Linked DNA regions of Mus musculus: region 1 is linked to region 2. The links are chromatin contacts, called in public promoter capture Hi-C maps. All regions are on one chromosome and are shown on one strand. The core of a region is the stretch at or near the end of the contact, and the rest is flanking DNA. Distances in the headings are between cores, read along the strand shown. Region 1 holds the start of Capn12 (calpain 12). Region 2 holds the start of Selenov (selenoprotein V).

The links. Promoter capture Hi-C pulls out the DNA fragments that hold promoters and counts their contacts.
Region 1: a contact with region 2 is called in a promoter capture Hi-C map of liver, with 2.0 times the contacts expected there. The contact joins the promoter of Capn12 here to the promoter of Selenov in region 2. A contact is called at or near these places in 3 of 39 promoter capture datasets (liver and pre-B cells).

The regions. Positions count from the first base shown.
Region 1 is chr7:28,879,394-28,885,466 of GRCm38.p6, reverse strand. It overlaps Capn12 (calpain 12), which reads right to left and starts at 3,811. Exons shown (of 21, transcript NM_001110807.1): 1 at 3,507-3,811; 2 at 2,847-2,916; 3 at 2,579-2,697; 4 at 2,206-2,339. The coding sequence starts at 3,743.
Region 2 is chr7:28,287,733-28,294,297 of GRCm38.p6, reverse strand. Selenov (selenoprotein V) reads left to right here and starts at 3,112. Exons shown (of 6, transcript NM_175033.4): 1 at 3,112-3,975; 2 at 5,803-5,827; 3 at 5,944-5,997; 4 at 6,102-6,176; 5 at 6,256-6,392. The coding sequence starts at 3,221. The coding sequence ends at 6,333. Dll3 (delta like canonical Notch ligand 3) reads left to right here. Exons shown (of 9, transcript NM_007866.2): 8 at 173-257; 9 at 372-743. The coding sequence ends at 377.

The sequences.
Region 1 (6,073 bases), core at 2,562-5,061, 590 kb before region 2:
GCTCTTAACACTGAGCCATCTCTACAGATTCCCCACCCCAGCCCCCAGCCCTCCCTCTTGTCTTTGAGACCAAGCTTTGACTGACCAAGAACTCACTCTGTAGACCACATTTGTCTCAGAGTCCCAGAGATCCACCTGCCTCTGCTCTCAGAGTACTAGAGACAAAGTTGTTCTATAAGTGCTCAGCTAATTGGGTGTTTGTGTTTTGTTTAGACATGGTATTGCTATGCATCTCAGTCTGCCCTCAAACTTGCAATCCTCCTGCCTCAGTACACTTAGTACTACTGTGATAATAGGAGTAGGCTCAATCCCTGAACTATTCAGAGATGAGGTGGGAGACTCATCTGACACATGCTAGGCCTCTCATCTCTAGGGTCCATGAAACTGTGCAGTCTGGAAGCCATGGAAGAGCTGCACCAGAATTCTCAACTCTCCCTCAACCTTTGAGACTCTGGGAGCCTGTGAAGGCGATGCCTATGAGGACTTGTCAGGCCTTCCAGCGCACGGTAGCCTAATCCTATGATAAAGGATGGGCTGTCGATGTCTCAAAGGACCATGAGAGATGGCGTGAGGTTAAAGGCCCTTGAGGGAATAAGATTTGGCAAATCCAGGTTCTGATAGATGATGGGATTTCAGGATCCTTGGGAAATATGAGTATCAGTGGGATTCTTAGAATGTTTGTGGAAAATGTCATTTCCACAAAAAAAAAAAAAAAAGAAAGAAAGAAAGAGAGAAGAGAAGAGAAGAGAAGAGAAGAGAAGAGAAGAGAAGAGAAGAGAAGAGAAGAGAAGAGAAGAGAAGAGAAGAGAAGAGAGGAAGGCCTTTAAGATTTGAAAATTCTGCTGGGTAGTGGTGTATGCCTTTAATCCCAGCACTCAGGAGGCAAAAGCAGGCAGATCTCTATGAGTCTGAGGTCAGCCTGCTCTACAGAGTGAGTTCCAGGACAGCCAAGTTACACAGTGAAATCCTGTCTTGAAGAACCATAAATAAACAAACAAACAAGCAAACAAACAAGATTAGAAGATTCACAGGCTGAACCTTATGCTTCAGTGGTAGAGCCTCTGCCTAGAATCCCCCAGTGAGGGGCTGGGGCGTGGCTCGGTGGTAGAGCCCCTGCCTAGAATCCCCCAGTGAGGGGCTGGGGGCGTGGCTCAGTGGTAGAGCCCCTGCCTAGAATCCCCCAGTGAGGGGCTGGGGGCGTGGCTCAGTGGTAGAGCCCCTGCCTAGAATCCCCTAGTGAGGGGCTTGGGGTGTGGCTCAGTGGTAGAGCCCCTGCCTAGACTCCCCCAGTGAGGGGCTGGGGGCGTGGCTCAGTGGTAGAGCCCCTGCCTAGAATCCCCTAGTGAGGGGCTGGGGGTGTGGCTCAGTGGTAGAGCCCCTGCCTAGACTCCCCCAGTGAGGGGCTGGGGGCGTGGCTCAGTGGTAGAGTCCCTGCCTAGAATCCCCCAGTGAGGGGCTGGGGGTGTGGCTCAGTGGTAGAGCCCCTGCCTAGAATCCCCAAGTGAGGAGCTGGGGGCGTGGCTCAGTGGTAGAGCCCCTGCCTAGAATCCCCCAGTGAGGAGCTGGGGGCGTGGCCCAGTGGTAGAGCCCCTGCCTAGAATCCTCCAGTGAGGAGCTGGGATGTGGCTCAGCATGCACAGATCGTGGGTTCCATCCCCAGCTCACACACACTCCCTTCCTAACTTTAGCCATGGGTTGTGGTGCATGCCTATATTCTATGCACACAAGGGCCCAGTGAAGGAGGATTATGAGTTTGAGGCCAACCTGGCCTACATAACAAGACAATAACTGAATGGATAAAGGTTGGGGATGTAGCTCAGTTGGTAGAGGGCTTACCAAGCATACATGAGACCCTGGGTTCAAACCCAGCACCGCATAAACCTGGGGTGGTAGCACACACCTGGAACCCCAGCACTTCTGAGATGGAGGCAAGACCCTCAGTTCAAGGTCTCATTTGGCTACATAGCTAATTCCTGGGCAAGCTAGGTTGTATGAGGTCTTTTCTCAATAAAATACCAAAAAATGAAGGTTCTTCCAGGAGAGTGCCATGATACTAGGGCTATGGCGGGCTATGACTGGGTTCAGGGTCCTAGGTTGGGTGTCTGGAGGACCCCCGATGTGATGTCAGTACTCCACGTGGCTTGGGCATGTTCTTGGGGCTGCAGCTGGGAGGGCTGGGGCTTTGGGAGGGGGCGGAGTCCTTACTTGGCATAGGCCTTTTCCAGCAGAGGGGCCCAGAACTCGTTCCTTTGTTCTGAGCGCACGAACATCAGCTTCCCCTCACGCACAGGCAGTTTGTCGTCTACCACCACATCCACCCAGCGGCCAAACTGCCATAGCTGGTGAAGAAAAACAAAACAAAACAAAACAAAACAAAACAAAACACAGGGCAGGAGCGGCTCAGCTTCCAGACCCTGCCTGATTCCTACCTCCAACCCCCGCTTTTGCCTTCTGCTTCCCAAGTTCTGGAATTCCAGTCCCCCTGCGCTGGGGTAGGGACATAATGGTAACTGTGAAGCCTATGTCATCATGCTACCACGGGGGAAATTGAGGCACAGAGCAAGGAACTGGACTCTACCTGAAAATGGAAGACCCCCGCGTAGCCATCTTGGAAACCTTGTCCAGGGGGGACCACCCGGTACAGGAGCCTGGGGTAGAGTGTGAGGGAGGCAGCAGCTGCAAGAAGCCAGCAGTTTCCTAGGAGGAGGAGGAAAGAGGCTCAGATTAGGTACGAGTGGACCAGAGACCAGCAGACTGAAGAAAGAAGCCATGGGGACAGGAGACAGAGGAGAGGAGCTGTTCAAGTCCTGGGTCTAGGGGCTCCAGACAGTCACAAGGGGGCTCACCCAAGCTTCCCTGGCACACATCTGTTCTGCTCATGTCTTCACAGATGAACTGGGGCTCAGCACAAAACTCCTGGAAGATTAAGGTTCCAGAGAAGCCAGGTAAGGGAAGGCTGGAACAATGGAGAAGTCAGAGGCCTGAGCCCTGACACCAGTACCCAGGTAGTGAGGGCCTCCAACCTTGGGAAAGTCTGTGGGTGGGAGTTTGCCTTCCTGGATCCCCTTGAATCCCGTGGCTGAGTCTGCTCTTATCCCCCACTCCCTTTTCCTAAGAACCAGGATTCTAGACCTCAGCCTGTCTCTCTTACACTCAAGGGTTCATGTCCTGGCCCTGATCCCTCAGGCTAAGACTCTGGCCCTCCTCCCTCAGACCCAAGAGTCCAGGCCCTGGTCCTCCTCCCTCAGACCCAGGCCCTGGCCCTCCTCCCTCAGACCCAAGAGTTCAGGCCCTGGTCCTCCTCCCTCAGACCCAAGAGTTCAGGCCCTGGTCCTCCTCCCTCAGACCCAAGAGTTCAGGCCCTGGTCCTCCTCCCTCAGACCCAGGCCCTGGCCCTCCTCCCTCAGATCCAAGAGTCCAGGACCTGGTCCTCCTCCCTCAGACCCAGGAGTCCTTGTCCTGGCCCTCCCCCATCAGACCCAGGTCCCAGCCCAGCCCCACTTTACATGGGGCCTCTTCCATTCCACCCCTTTGGCCTTCTCTGAGTCAGGTCCCAGCTTGTCATAGCCAAGGGCATCAGGGCCAGCAGGAAAGCAAGGGTCACGAAACAGGATCCCGGAATCCAGGCAAGCTCTTCGGATGGCTTCGTAGTTCTGGCCTTTAAAGAGCTGTGGGCCCCCAGCTCCAGTCCCGGCCCCGTCGTCCACCAGCTGGATGGTGACCTTCCTGTTGCCACTCGCCATTCGGACACTCTGGGCACACAGATGGACCCAAGCCCTTTAACCTCCTGAGTCATGGGGGGCGTGGCTCCTGCTCCATTTGTACCCTGTTGGGGGTCTTTAGGCATCGAGGAGCATTCTCCCTTGTTAATATTAATTGATGGTTTGGGGTGCGAAGGAGCAGGGACGCTTCTTCAGTGGTTTCCTCCCTGGGGCACGGAGCCCTCAGTTGTGGCGAGTTTAGCAGCTTAATGACCTGGAGCACACAAAAGGTGGGCAGGCCTAGGAGGACCAGCCGGGCTCTGGGAGTGCCGGGAAGGAGGTCAACGTGGGGGTGTGTTTCCGCGTGCTTCTTCCTGTTGCCATACCTCAGCCCAGCCCAGCCTCCCTGTCTCCTCAGCTGGGGACAGTGCTGAGGACTGAACCTCCCGATGTGGCAGGCAAGCATCCTCTGCACCTGCAGCTCCAAGGCCCTTCATCGACTGACTTTGAGACCTGGTCTCACTGAGTTTCCGAGGTTAGCCTCGGGCTCCCAGGCTCTCTTGCCTCAGGATCCCTGGTGTTAGATCTACTGGTGTGATTGTTGTTTTGTTTTGAAGGGTTTTGTCCTTTTGTTCGTTTGGTTTGGGATTTTGGAGACAGACTGGGTTTCTCTTGGGTAGCCCTGGCTGTCCTGGAACTCACTCCGTAGACCAGGCTGGCATGGAACTCAGATATAAACATATCCTTGGCTCTTTCCTTTTTTATATTTATAAAACACCACACCTGGTTTCCTCCCAGCTCCCTCTGCTAGCTCTCAGGAAGGTAGACCATGGCTAGGTCACCCAGGCAAGGCTGACTACAGAAAACAGGTTCTGCTCTGTGCTGTGAATGTGGTCACCTGTGCCTGGGATGCTGCGGCCCCTCTCCAAGCCGAGCAGGCTCCGTGAAGCAGGCGGAGGAGGATCTTTGGCAAGGCAGGCAGTCTTGCCTTTCAGTGCCTCTGGCCCCAGGGGAGCCTAGTCACTTTAATTTTGCTGAGACGTTGACAACTCAAGCTTTCAACATCTGCCATCCAACCCCGGCCCTCCAAGCACCATAGCCAACAACAGGGGCTGTCCGAGGCAGGAGAATCGGGAGTTCTACGGTAGTCTTAGCTTACAGCAAATATCGGGCAGCCTAAACTACAAGAGACCCAGTAATGAAACAAAGAAAAATCGCACAGATTTTTCCTCCTGCAGAGTTGCTGGGACCACACAAAGACAGGTAGTTGGTTCAAGTCTCAGCCCAGTCTGTCACTTAGGATTGCAGGTCTGAGGTCAAGTGTGATGCTTCACCCTTGTGATTCCAGCTCTTGGAAGGAAGAGACCAGAGGAACCTGAATTCCAGACCAGCCTAGGCTAAATTGTGGGACAAAGGACTGTGTGTCTTGGGCTAAGTCACATAAACTCCATATGCCTCAGTTTCTTCAAACAGTAGTGTGTGTCCGTGGTTTGCCTTCCTTCCTGCCCCCCCCTCTTTTTTTTTTTTTTTTTTTTTTTGTTGCCAGAGCTGGGGATGAACGTGGGGATCCCTACACGCTAGTCAAACTTCTTTTTTTTTTTTTTTTTTTTTTTTTTGGTTTTTGCGAGACAGGGTTTCTCTGTATAGCCCTGGCTGTCCTGGAGCTCACTTTGTAGACCAGGCTGGCCTCGAACTCAGAAATCCGCCTGCCTCTGCCTCCCGAGTGCTGGGATTAAAGGCGTGCGCCACCACGCCCAGCGCTAGTCAAACTTCTACTGCTGAGCTCTGTCCTGAACCCAGAAGCCCAGATGTTAGATCCTGTGGCTTATTCTCTAGGCACTTGGCTCTGAGATGATCCCTCCCCTCAGACCACAGCTGAAGCAGACCCGCCAATCACAGTGCAGCAGCCCCTGGCCACCCCCTCCAACCACGCCCCCATTGTTTATCTTTCCTATCTTTGCCAGCCTCTCCTTTCCTTGCACCTGACTGAGTTGGTAGCCAGGAAGGCTAAGATTACCTCAGAGGATGAGGGTGGCATACAAGCACAGCCAAGCGATGGGGAGACACGATTCCCCCAAGCGTGAAAGCATACTCCAGGTGTCCGGATGTGGTGAAACCCAGGTGGGTTTGTTACGTTTGTTATGTGTTTTTGAGACAGTGTCCCGCTGGCCTGGAAGTTACAATGTAGACCAGACAACTGGCCTCCAACTCCTGGCGATCCATTTGTGTCGGCCTCCAGTGTATTGGGATTACAGATGTGCACCACCACACCCAGCTGTAATGAGGACTTTTCTCGGGTGGAATTACCTAGTGGTGCACCAAGGAGGTGACAGCAGGAGGGTCAGTAAGGTCATTCTTGGTTACACTTGGAG
Region 2 (6,565 bases), core at 1,863-4,362:
TCTATCGGATTGGACTTTCTTACCCAGGTGTTCTAGCCCTAGCCCTCTTCTGATGGGGTCATTGCAGAATTCTCCCTTGCCAGTCTGCGGTTTCCCTCTTTGATGGGTGTGGGAAATAAAAAAATGAGAATTCGTGGGGTCTGAATTGTCCCCCGTTTCTCTCCTCCCACAGTTCGTCGGCTGACTGGAATCATCCTGAAGATGGAGACTCTAGATCCATTTATGTCATACCAGCCCCTTCCATTTATGCACGAGAGGTATCCTCGACCCACGTTCCCACGTTCCAGGCTTTGGACACTTGGCTCAGTGGCAGCCAGCTCCTCCCACCCTCAATATCTTTTCTAACGCTTCTTTCTCATTTCTTTTTTCAGGCCTGATCCTGCCCCTTCTCTATCTTGTCCCTTCTCTATCATCGCCTGGAGATGGAGCCTGAATGATTTTATTTACTTTGTGGTGTCCAATCTCTACCTCCCCCTACCGACTGGAGACTCTTTGAAAGGGCTTTATTGTACATATTGCTTATTTATAACCTAGTTTTTCTCATCTCCCCAGAGACATCTATAAAGGTTCTTATTTTGCTCAACCACATCAGGCTGAGAACTTTTTATTTTCCCAGGATAGAGTTTCCTCTCTGTAAAAGCCCTGGCCAGCCTAGAACTCTGTAGACCAGGCTGGCCTCGAACTCACAGAGATCCACCTGCTTCTGCCCCCTAAGTGCTGGCATTAAAGGCGTGCACCACTCCAACAGGTGAACTTTGTTTTTGATGTTGAAACTAAGAGAGCTGTCTCATAAGGGGAATAGTAGGTTTTTGTTGTTCTTAAATTGAGACAGCATCTTGTGATAGCTTGGAGCTCATTGTATAAACCAGTAGCTCTCAACTTGTGGGTTGCAACCCCTTCGGGGGTTGAACAACCCTTTCACAGGCGTCACACATCACCGATCCTGCATATCAGATATTTACATTATGATTCATCACAACAGCAAGGTCATAGTTATGGAGTAGTAATGAAATGGTTTTATGGTTGAGGGTCACCACATGAGGAACTGTATTGAAGGGTTGAAACATTAGGAAGGTTGAGAGCCACCTCCTTTCTTCTTTCCTTTCTTTCTTCTTTCCTTTCTTTTCTGTTGTTTTTTTCTTTTTAAACAGGTACTTATATTATATGAGGGCTCTGTCTTCACACACAGCAGAAGAGCACATCAGATCCCATTACAGGTGGTTGTGAGCCACCATGTGGTTGCTGGGAATTGAACTCAGGACCTCTGGAAGAGCAGTCAATGCTCTTAACCGCTGAGCCATCTCTCCAGTTGTGTTGTTTTTCAACACAGGGTTTGTAGCCTTGGCTGCCCTGGAAGCCACTCACTCTGTAGATCTACTGGATTGCCAACCAAGCTAGCATCAAACTGCAGCAGCTTTCCAGCGTCTGCATCTTGCACACTGGGAATTACAGGCAGGCACCACCACGCTGGACTAGGCCTGGTCCTTTGATAGAAGGCTCACTAAAAGTTTTTAGGCTTGTGGTTATGCTGTAGCACAGGTAATTAGATTAAAATATAATTAAAATTAGCCAAGAGATTCTGGCACGATGGCACATGCCTTTAACCCCAGCTCTTGGGAGGCAGGAGCAGTGGTTGTCTGTGAGTTCAAGACAAGCCTTGTCAGAGCGAGTTTCAGGATAGTCAAGGATCCATAATGGGACCCTGTCTCAGAAAGGGGGGGAAAAAAGGCTGAGGCAGGAGGATTGTAAGTTTAAGGCTAGCCTAAGCTATATAGCTGTGTGTCTTTCTCAAAGATAACAGAAAGCAAAACAAAACAAAAAATACGTTTAAAACCCAGCCAACTAGAGAAGGGGATGTGCCAGGGTCCAGGTCAATTCCTAGTCCAAACATCTGTGTGTTCTTCCTGTGGAAGCACCCACTGCACTGACGTCTGGCAACACAGCACGTTAATGGTCACGAAATGTACATTGCATTCTGGGGCCTAGAGTCTTCATGAGGTCTTGGTCAGGCAGATAAAGTTAATAGCCCTCCTGGGGCAGAACTGACACAATGTGGCCCCAGGCTGTCATCACTATCCACGTTATTGTGGATTGGCTGGTCTATGTATGCCCCACCCCCCTTCCAGAAGGATATTCCCTGGCTTAGAAATACTGCCCCAAAGCCACAGGCAGAGGCTGACATCTCTTGAGACATCAACAGGGTTATGTGCATCCTGAGGGTTTTTTTTTGGGGGGGGGGGTGTTGGTTGGTTTTGTTTTTTTTTTTTTGTTTTGTTTTTGTTTTTTTTTTTTTACTTGAGAGTGATTTTAAACTTTTGATCCACTTGCCTCCTGAGTGCTGGAGCTACAATCCTGAGTCAACATAACTGGTTTGTGTGGCACGGGGGACTTGGACCCAGGGCTTTGTGAATGCTATGAAAACTCTATTAACTGAGCCACAACCCCTGTTAAGTCATCCTTCTGTGAGCCTCAGAATGAAGTCTAGTCGGCCTTACATGGTCACTGTCCCTGGCTCCAATCCTTGTCACCTCTGCCTTTTGCCTATACTCCACTTCTCAAACTTGTCCCCTTTCCTGGTGCCAGCTTCCACTTTATCTCCCTAACTCGGGTTCCACAGGATTGGTTGATCCAGGTCTTGTTCTAGGAGCTGGGGATACAGCATGAAGAAGACAGAGTCTCACTTTGACCACTCCCCGGGAGTAAATTGGATTATTTGTGTGGGTTGTCGCTATTTTTCTCCGGACCTCGTATCCTGCAGAGAGGTGCCTCCTTTCTGAATTATATGGGTGCTGGTATTCTCCACTGCACTGACGGTTTTAGGCTGTCACTCTCATACTGGGTGTGACCTCCTATCATGGGCAGGAAGCAAGGAGGGCAGAGATGCATTGTCCCCGGAATCCCCAGCGCTAGGAGGGCGCTTAATGAACTCAACCAGCTAAACGCATGAGTGTCAGGGTGGCAATGGGAAGCTCTAGGCAGAGTTGGCTCCTGCTGGGTGGGGATAGGGACAGGGGCGGTGTCTATTCGGTGAGATCTGAAGACAGCAGCGCCTCCCTGGCGCAGAGCTTGGAATCTCCGCCTGACTGGAACCCGGTGTAACAGTGCCTGCTCGTGGTTGCTTCGGTTTTTAGAATCCTCGGGTGCGAAAGCTCTCCTCGCTCAAGGAAGCAGGGCGAGGCGGGACGCTTAGCCTGGGGTACCCGGGTCTCACCTGGTCCCCATGAATAACAAGGCGCGGGTCCCCGCTCCCTCCTCAGTCCGGGCAAACACCCCGGCCCGGACACCCGCTCCCATCCGAACCGCGACCCCAGTCAGGGCCCCGAACCCAGCGCACAACTCGACTCCAGTCCGAACTTCCATCCGGGTCCGGGCTCCTGCCCAAGTCCCTAACCCTGTTCCAATCCGGTTCCCAACTCCAGCCCCAGTCCCTGCCCCAACCCTAACCCCAGCCCCAACTCCAGCTCCAGTCCGGCATGCAGCACCGGTGCGGACTCCAGCACCAGTCCGGGCCCCGAATCTAGGTCGGGTCTTTCCTAAGATCTCTCCAGGCAGGTTCTTCCCGAGCTTGGCCTCGCCCACGGCACAGCCCCTTTCTTCCAGGGCTGCTAGCGCTCTCTTGAAGGATCCCACACTCGCTCAAAATCAGAAACCCTCGATCCACAGCCTAGCGGAGGCCATCCAGGGGCCCCTTCCAGTGCTCACTCCCTCGTCCTCCAAGACACAAGGCTCCATACCGGACACCGCCTCTCCCATAGACTCCTTGGCTTCTACTGCCATGGCCTCCAGTACATTGGGCCCCATTCCGGGCCCCAACCCTACACTAGAGTTCTTGGCCTCCCCGCTGAAGGAAACCCCTGGTCTGGGTAAGCTCTCCACGATTTCCCCAGCACCCAGCTTCGGTTCCACTAAGGAGATCCCATCCACCAGCGAGGACGTCCCAACGCCCAACAGAATCTTGATCCGTGTGATGTACTGGTGAGGGGCTCCCCCTACCCGCGAAAGAACGGGAGCCGAGCCGGCAGATGCTGGAGCTCTGGGCGTGTGTGTGTGTGTGTGTGTGTGTGTGTGTGTGTGTGTGTGTGTGTGCAGGCCCAGGTGGGCGCGCTAGGTAGGGAGGCAGATCCACAGAGTTCTGACCACCACTTGTCTGTCCCTTTGAGATCGGTTTCCCACCCTGGCTTCTTTCATTCACTCCCACGAACCCCTGTGATTTCTGTCTTTGATCTTTCCTCACTCATTTGCATGTTTATTGACTTAAGGCTTTATTCACGCCTCTCTTCCTTCAAACGTTTGTATGAGTAACATGACTGCTGTCATTCGCTTTTATTCATTCATTGATGGGCGTTTCCCACCTGGCAGTCAGAATCATTCGTTTAGCTGCTTGATTCCTGTCTCTTAACTTCATGCATGCATTCACTCTTATTCATACATTCATTCATTCTATTGGTAGAAGCGAGAAGCTTCATCCACCTTCATCCATTCAACATTTACATGATGGATGGGTCTAAACTGTATTCTCATTCATTCATTCATTCATTCATCCATCCATGCATTCACGGTTGATTCTTATGACTGGGAATCCGTTCCCATTCTTTGCTGCGCTTCACTCTGAGGGCCCTGAGCACTTCCCTAGCAGGCCAGGCCATGCACACCCCATGCCAGCCTGCAGAACTGTGAGCAGAGAGGTACTTCCTGAGGAAGGAGGAGAGGCTGTCCACCTCAGAGCTGAGCTGGGTGGTCGGGATGGTCTCACTCCATGGTGACCCTTGAGCGGCCACTTCTCAGAGAAGAGGAAGGAGGCTGCTGAATGAAGGGGAGTGGGTGGGGGAGGGGACGGGGGATGGAGTGGGGCAGCTGGTGAATGAGCACAGAGGCTCTGGAGCTGAGTGCAGCTCTCAGATGCTGCCTCAGGCTCATGCAGTGACCTGGGTGGAGTAGCACAGGTCAGGACTGTGCCCTTATTGCCTCTGTTGCTCTGGAAGACTCCAGGCCCTTGTCTCACACGTTTCCTCCATCCTCTGCCCGACCAGGCAACTTCCCTCTGCTTCCCCTGCCACACCGTGTCTGTTTCTCCTCTTCCCAAGCTTGGCTCCCTCTTGCTACCTCCTTCCTCTCCCCATTCTTCTTTCTTCTCTCTTCTCTTTTCTCTGCTCTTCCTCCTCCTCCTCCTCGTCTCCCTGTGTAGCCCTGGCTGTCCTGGGACACTCGCTATGTGGCTCAGGCTGGCCTGGAAACCACAGAGTCTGATTAAAATGTGGAGCGCCACAGCTGGCTTGACAGCTGTTGTTACACACTCATCAGGTGTTTGTGGCACCAGGCACTGAGCAATGGACAGGTGGAGACTCCTGTCCTTGTAGCTGTGACATGGAGGGGCAGGCAATATGTCACAGCCAGCATGTACAGGAAGGCATCTGGGAGGGTCACAGTTTCTATTGGGAGGGTCAAGACGGCCTTGCTGAAGTGACCTGAGGAAGGGAGAGGAGCCACAAACATCCTGGGGAGGAGCACTCTGCAATCACCTACCAGTGCACACCTGTACAAATGCAGCGAGCTGAAAGACCAGCAAGGAGGTTTTTGTAGCTGGGCAAGGTGGGGGATAAAGGGTGAGGAATAATGGGCACGGTTATGTGGGCACTCAGGAAGGTAAGAAGGAGGAGGATTCCCCCCCCCCCCCCCCCGCAAGGTACCAAGGGAGTGGGGGAATGTCCAAGCAGGCAAGGCTGGGGCCAGATTCAGGCTCACTGCTGCTATAACGTCTCCCTTATTTCTTTCCTGCCTCCCTCTCCTGCTCTCCGCTTGCAGTGGCCTCTGAAGCTATGGCCTTCGGGTGAGTAGTTTCTCCCTCAGAATGTAAGGGAGCAAATGGTAGGAAGACTGGAAGGGGGTGCCCGTCTCTCTCTCCTGTGACCCTTTGACTCCATAACCTCTTGTCCTCCCTCTCAGTACATTATACTGAAAAGGACCCTGGAGCATCAATTCCCAAACCTTCTGGAGTTTGTAAGTGTACTGGTAGCCTGAGGAGAAGGAGAGGTCGGGGTTCCCAGACCCCCCCAACCCCCCCAAGCCCTCAGCCTCCTCCACCCACAACATTCCCCTGGCAGGAGGAGGAAAGAGCTACCCAGGTTACAGGGGAGTTTGAAGTGTTTGTGGATGGGAAGCTGATCCATTCCAAGAAGGTAATTTCTGGGAGCAGAGGGTAGGGATGGGGCGCCGGGAGGTCGGGTCATGTCTGGAGTCTTTCTCCTCTATACCCAGAAAGGTGATGGCTTTGTGGATGAGTCCGGTCTGAAGAAACTTGTGGGTGCTATTGACGAAGAGATCAAGAAGAGGTAGCAGCAGCAACGGAGGGGACATGAGTGAGGTGCTGTGGAGGGCCAGGAGGAAGCATGCAAGTAAGTGAACGGGGCAGGGCAATATTTAGGATCTACTACCGCTCACAGCTGACCCTCACCCTTGAAATCAGGGCACATCACACCTTTTATTTTTTATTTTATATTGGAGGGAGGGACACATGAATGCTATAACGTGTTTGTGGAAGTTAGAGGATGGCTTGTGGGAGTCTCTT